2 separate regions of the Pan troglodytes genome follow, and region 1 is linked to region 2. A link is a contact called in public HiChIP or PLAC-seq data. All regions are on one chromosome and are shown on one strand. Each heading gives the region's core, a stretch centred on a gene start, on an enhancer-like site or on the middle of the called end of the contact. The rest is flanking DNA. Distances are from core to core; before and after follow the strand shown. Region 1 overlaps LOC134810468 (a long non-coding RNA gene). Region 2 overlaps CDK6 (cyclin dependent kinase 6).

Region 1 (3,328 bases), core at 33-2,532, 350 kb before region 2:
TAGAGTTTAAGTGGAAATCTTGAAAAACTACCAAGCCCCTCAAATTTGGCAGGACTCAAACTCTAAACTCTGTCTTGGTGCAGTGAACAACAGCTTAAAAATTTCTGTTCTGTTCTTTCAGTCTCTCAGCTACAGTTTTTCACTGGTCAACTTGGAGTTTCCCCTTCACACGTACAGTTCAGGGTCACCAAAGATTAGAGAGGAGATTATGAGCAGATTTGGGGCCTACCTAGCCCCACTGTGATCTTTCTCTCTGGGATTTTTACCCCTCAATTTCCAGATGTTGTGAAAGCTCCAAACACTATCCTTTGACTCCTCAGGTCAATAAGACTGTAGCTTTCTGCTTCAATTCTAGCTGTCCTGCACCAAGTGGAGTATAGAGCACCTTTGGAAAAATCAATAAATACATTGATTTTATCTAATATGGTTCCTTATTTCAAGGATCAAATTCTCTCTGGTTTTGGGCTGCTTTGTTGTCTCCCCAGTATGTTTCAATTGTTTTCTTTTAATATTTTGTCCAGAGTTCACAATTGTTATCTGTAGGAAGGGCAGTCTGATACAAACTACTGCAACACGACCAGAACCAGAACATATGCAGGCAACTTTTTCATTCTATTTCACTTAAGTAAAAAGTTTTGCACAGGTAGCATAAATTACAGCAAATTTGAAATTTTAGGTGAATCTTTTATTTTTGAATCACAGGTTTCCATTTCTAGATAATCATTGCTTTATTAAAAGGTAGATGCTCCAAAGAGAGAAATAAATGCTTGCCTTCCTTGAGACAATCTCAAAGGAAATGCCATGTCTGTTTTTTGTTTAATTTAGTATTTGTAATATAAAGAGGCTTAAGACCTCAGTCTTCTAAAAGTTTTCAACCTGAAAGATGTGAGTTTATTATTATCTATGTGGCCTCCCAGTTTTGCAAATAATCCCTTGAAAACCTCCCTATGGCTGTTTATGTAAATGAGAGATAACTCTGTTTTAATTCATTTCACTGGGTATAGTGTACAAATTAAGGGAAGGAGAGCCAGGTATAAGAATCTAGTGAGCTGGGAAATATGGGATGTTTATTTTGTAGGATGTGGTTTAGAGATTCCTGGTTGGAATGGCCCATACCATAAGAGTTCCGGGTGGGTGCCATGCCACACAGGAAACAATTGTAGCCTGCCCCTGGGAGTAAGCCAGAGAGCTAACAAATTCAGTGTGCATTGTAATGCTTCATCAACACGCCTTCTGCAGGGCCTGCCCTCTCTGCTGGGTCACTGACCCTTATAAGTGCACAGTCATGGCCACCGCCTGACAGGCATGAAAAGGAGACAGACAATGGACGAGAAGGAGACATGCACAGAGGGGGAAAATGCACTCATTCAAGGGATTTACTGGTCAGGGATGTCATGTCCTATGTCCAGTCCCAGAATGCATGTGGTGGTGTTTAAGCCATGCATATCTAGCTACATAAATATAAGGAATGATTATCATCAATATATGAACATAAAAATATCCCTGAGAATCATGATTGATTTTTGTGGCAGCACAGAACAATGTAGAAAGTAGTTTTGTGTTATAAAATTTTTCACCAATTTATAAAAGCTTTAGATCATTAAAATTGATTAGAGTGTCATACAGCCTGATTTCAAAGGCATTCCAGACTCCAGAGGCGGCATCAGATAGTGACCCGCAAGCTGGGGAAAAAAACATTGAATTTGGGTCCTGAATTTGTCCTAAAGGAGCTGTGCAGCCTTTGGCCATTTGTTGCAAACAATCAGGCTCCCATTTCTTCATCTGTATACGAGTAGGTGCCATCTTAGTATAATGATACCATTTCCCCGATATTTTAGGATTTCTGTGTTTGTTACTATTCCTTTGCATCCTGAGATGATTCATATAGTTTCTTTTTCAGGAAGTTTAGGAAACATGTTAACACAGTGATTTTCAAAATGAACTTCTGAAACCCTATGTATTTCCCCTGTTCAGTAAGACATACTGGTATTATTTTACATATTGGAATGCCATGTAGACTTTTATTTCTTTTTATTCCATTTTTAAAAGGAGTCTATTTCAAGTCAAAAAAAGCATTTGAAAACCAGTTCTGAAGGATGTTCCTTTTACCTCTGATGGTGTATGATTCTTGTAATGAAAAGGGGATGCATAAATTTGTATCTTTTATTAATAAGCATTTTTCAAAGGCTCTTAACAGTGATATTAAATTAAATGTCTCTCCTATTGATTCTTGATCAAAATAGTGTTCTTATAGAAAAACTATGTATAGCAGATGCATCTGGAAAGGGACATGTGTTCTGAGAACCCCACTCTAGAATGGGAGCACTGTTCTAGAGTACATATACAGCCTCTACCACTACAGAGATTGTCACACAGAGTGGTATTATCACACTGGGTTTGTCAGCATTTCATGGTTTCTAATGGTCTCCTGTGCTTATAGAGCCCAGGGGCATCTCAAAAATGGCATCTTGGCTGGCATTCCACCTCAAAGTGCCTAACAACCCATCTTGCTTCTTGAAGAACTTCTGCTGATTATCAGTGGTTCAGGAAATGTAATCTAATTTTTAACACAAACCAAACCCAAACATAATTACATGCTAAATATGTAGAAAGAACAAGCATATGATGCAGTTCAAAGCCAAATAAACGTGATTTCTATTTTTGATCATTGAAAAGTAATCTTTCTCACCACTGCCTTCTATAAATATAAGGTAATGTGTGTGAGCCACATGCAAGTGGGTTCCTAAATCCCACTGTATATTTAATATTTATAGTAACTTTCACTCAAGAATCTACTCCCATATGTGCTAGCAATCATTTTTCCACTTTGAAAGCGTGAAGAAATTATTCCCATTTTACAAAAGTAAATAAATTTAGTCCTGGAGAGGATAACATTACAGTTCATTTTCATGTATAAATGTCCTTCCCTGCTAGAGACTGAGCACCTCTATGGGAAAAGAGTGGTGTCCGATTAAATGTTAAGGTGAAAAGTCCAGTTCATCCTCTGGAAGAAAAGAATGATATGTCCTTGTTCATCCCTAAGCCTTCTGGGTTGGAATAACGATAACTGGGATTTCATGAGAACCTAGAAGAGTGATCTTGTTTAATGTATTCACTCCCAAAATACAAAGTTTCTGGACTACCCTCTAGAAGCTTTTATTCTGTTGTATACAAACTCATTATCATTCATACAGCCTAAAATTTCACATAATCATTTGCTGACCACTTTGCAGTTAGGCTTTTTAGATATATTTTTAGTTTGTTCTTGATTTCCCTATTTGTTTTTTTTTTCTTGCTGGGGAGAGGGTGAGACATATTGAAATTTAAT
Region 2 (3,537 bases), core at 537-3,036:
GGGGTTTCTTTGAGCTTCTCAAAACATTCCTTCTAGTCAGTTTCTGCATTAGAGTAAAATATATTTACTTAATCACCATTGACTTCCACAATAGATAACAAGGAACAGGTTGTTTGGTCTGTAATGAAAGCCAGGCCGATAGTTACGATTACTATTAAGCATTCTTCGAGAAGCTGAAATGTTATTAACTGTCTTCCGAAGCACTTATTAAGAGCCAGTTATTAGTCCTGAAAAACAGTTCTCTCAAATATTCCTAAGATGACTTCCAGCTACAGTATACATGTACTTTATGACATTATAGATGGCTGCCTGGTAACGTAGAGGCCAGGCTTCATCTCCAAATGTGAAGAGAAAATTCTCTCTCTCATTCCTGTCTCATATTTGATTGGATGATTTTAGTAAGACTTAATGACTTTTTTGCGAATCGGTTAAACTTTCTGGTGTATGTTGCTTTTCATTTTCTTCTCCAGAAATCTTAATCCTCCTGAAGACAGGAAATGTGTTAGGAGTTCATAGACTCTGAATATTAGAATTGCACAATTCATGACCCCAGGATTCCATATGCTGTCCATTCAATAAAGGGGTGACACTGTCAATGATGATCAATGTTTAGATGACAAACATCTTTAAATCCACAAAATTTCTCATAGACCAAAGCGTTTGTTCTAGTCCCTGACATATCGAACCAGTTTTTTCAAAGTAAATCATTTGATCTGGTTCCTGACATATCAAACCAGTTTTTTCAAAGTAAATCTTGTGTCCTGAAAACATTTTGAGGCCTTAAATAATACCACTCTTGAATATCATCATTTGAGTAACTTAGTAAAGACTATTAAAGAAATACACATATATGGTAAGATTTTGTAGGATCTTCTTAGCATTAAGAATAAAAGATTATTAATTCTTTCCCCGTGAAACAACAACATATAATAATAAGCTAAATGTGGTCAGCTTTGATTTCATAACGGGAAAACTCCCTTTTCATTTTTACAATTGGTGTTTTCTCTTCAGCTGCTTTTTAAGTTGGCCTGTTAGCAATTTAGCCTGTCTTTAATTTTAAGCACCATTCTTCTAGTCAGGAGATCCCAATAGGAAGCCCACTCTTGTAGCCTCGCCTCTCATTGGCTAGCTGGGAAAAGAGCATTTCTGCATAAATTGGATGCTTCCTTCTCCCCTGGAGACCAAATATGCTCATGTTTCACAATCCCCTGGTTTATAACCTTGAGTCCATTGCCTAAAGCTGGAAACTTTCACTTTGTAGAACAGAGCACACTCCGAAACCCAGATCCAATACCGCTGACATGTCGGTGGGTCTGACAGCAGATTGAATACATGCTTCTTTCTTAATCCAGTGTTTCTGAGCTGCTCCAACTGAAATCAGAAACCGATGTGCGTGAGAGAGGTGTCCTTCAAAGAAAGGTATTTCCTTTGTGCAGCTCCAGTGCACACAGAATCCAAGGGGTTAACGTGAGAGCTGCTTTGAAAACAGAGGCGAAGGTCACTGGCGGCAACAGCAAAGACTTTTAAAGCCTGCCGTCCTGAGCCTTTCAGCCTGCCTTCCCCACCCAGGGGATTGTAAACATTGGCTCCCAGCCACCTCGTCCCAAAGCACAAAACTTCTCTGTGCTTTCAGCATATACATTTATGCTTTTTTATGGAAGTTGAAGCAGAGGCGCATTATTGCTGTGAGCCCAGAGAACATGTCTCTGTTCAATGAAAGGGGAGGAATCCTGTCCTGCCAGAATGTGAAAGCATGCAGATACGCTTATTTAGCGGGGCTTCACATGGAACTTAGCCGCTGCTCTTAGTCTGACTTTCTCAAGTCAAAAGAATGTGTAGAATGCTGTCACTTAATCAGAACCCAGAAGAGCTCTTTTATCTGCCATTTGTTTGTAACTTGCAATATTGTCCTTATCTCTTTGTCCTTTAGCTTGATCCAGTGCCCTCAGATATGAGAACTGGAAACATGAAAGCACTTATTACCTTGAGCATTGCTTCTTGATTTTTGTTGGTTTTTTTCTTTTCTTTTTTTTTTTTTTTTTTTTACTTCAGGGTCCCTTAATCACCAACAAAGAAGCTATGAGACTTTTTCCCCCTAATTTCTGCCTTAGTCCTAGGATCATATTTGTTTAGTAATATTTAAAAAAAACCAAGATGATTTGTATATTTACACTGCCATTTATACCTGGTTCTTTAAAAGTCTATTATTGACATAACTTTGTATCATTATAACTTTCACTGATCATTTGCATGAAACAGAATGGAATTTCCAGAGGTATCATGTGTAGCTTAAATTTCTCCCTCCCAAACTTTTTAATATGTCGTAGGAGGTTAATATCCTTCTGTCTATAAGTAATTTCAGTCATTTGAGATCATCTTTTTCTCTTTGGTAATTTCTAAAGACACAAACCAGAGATATATTTCAATAGGTAGGAACAGAAAAATTATATCCCATGTCATTCCTTTTTGCTGTGGTCTTTTTATATATATATAATTTTCTATTTCAGAGACAGACATGTCTTCTGAAATGGCCACTCTGAGCATATTTTGTAATAAATTTGGATGCTTACCTAATGAAGCACAATCACTACACATTTCTGTTTGAACAATGATGCTTGATTTTGAAAAGAACACGAGACAGACAACAGCCTCTCCCATGTTACATGACATGCAGACATGATTGTTCTCTAGCCTGTAGCTACATTGATAAGTGATATGTGGCTTTGCCTTTTGCCACTCAGGCTAAATAACTCTTGAAGGTTCTTCACAGGCTCTTCTGGAATTCCAATTTTGCTTTATGGAACCACAAATTATATTGAGTAATTATTAATGTTCTTTCAGTTTTCCTCTTGGTTAACGTTTGATTTCTGTAAATGTCAAGTTTCTGTGAACAGCATCACTGACCTGGATGTATTGGTACACAGTGCAATGTTCAGATGGTGTCACTGAGCATGTAGAATTTATTTATTCTAATTATAGGATTCTGGAGTTGGAAAGACTTTAGAAATAATCAAATGTGACTTCTTGATTTTGTAGTTGAGAAACTAGGGCCTAACAATATAAAATTACTTTTTTGCAATGTAATAAATATACAAAGGTTATTTATAACTAATATCCAGAGGTATATCTGGATATAAATATTTATTTAAAACTAATACCCAGAGTATATCTGGAACAAAAACTCAGATTTCAAAATCTCAATCAAGGACTCTTTCCCTTAGTCCATCTAGTCACATACCCCCTATACTGTATGGTGTTCACAGATGACTAAAGATGAGACTAATAAATGGCCGATATTTAGATCATCTTCAGCAAGTAGATGAGCACATAAATGATTATGAACAGACATTTTGTACACTGAGCATGAGGCAACATGGGGTCTTGGTCTTTACTTATTCCCAAGGGTACCTGGTAACTGACATTTCAACCATTCAGCTTATCAACTTGCCATACCCTAATTTCACTATAAACTTCTCACAATCTGTAAAATCCCCCTTTTCTCTTGCCTATTTAATGTGTAACAGTGACTTCACATGA

The links. HiChIP or PLAC-seq counts read pairs in DNA pulled down with a chosen protein or histone mark.
Region 1: a contact with region 2 is called in an H3K4me3 HiChIP or PLAC-seq map of stem cell-derived excitatory neurons, with 4 times the contacts expected there. The contact joins two enhancer-like sites. A contact is called at or near these places in 2 of 7 Hi-C or Micro-C datasets (induced pluripotent stem cells and stem cell-derived neural progenitor cells), 1 of 1 datasets of contacts at active chromatin or transcription factors (stem cell-derived excitatory neurons) and 1 of 1 other capture datasets (stem cell-derived neural stem cells).

What each region holds. Positions count from the first base shown.
Region 1 is chr6:102,421,710-102,425,037 of NHGRI_mPanTro3-v2.0_pri, reverse strand. The region is part of intron 2 of LOC134810468 (a long non-coding RNA gene); the gene reads right to left. Among named protein-coding and RNA genes, the nearest start is that of SAMD9, 71 kb to the left of the region's middle. Within about 2 kb of position 1,282, at least 2 of the 24 cell types and tissues checked have an H3K27ac peak or open chromatin away from gene starts, as enhancers often do. A contact at or near this core is called in stem cell-derived excitatory neurons, where this site is marked.
Region 2 is chr6:102,070,585-102,074,121 of NHGRI_mPanTro3-v2.0_pri, reverse strand. All of the region lies in intron 4 of CDK6 (cyclin dependent kinase 6), which reads left to right. Among named protein-coding and RNA genes, the nearest start is that of FAM133B, 110 kb to the right of the region's middle. Within about 2 kb of position 1,786, at least 13 of the 24 cell types and tissues checked have an H3K27ac peak or open chromatin away from gene starts, as enhancers often do. A contact at or near this core is called in stem cell-derived excitatory neurons, where this site is marked.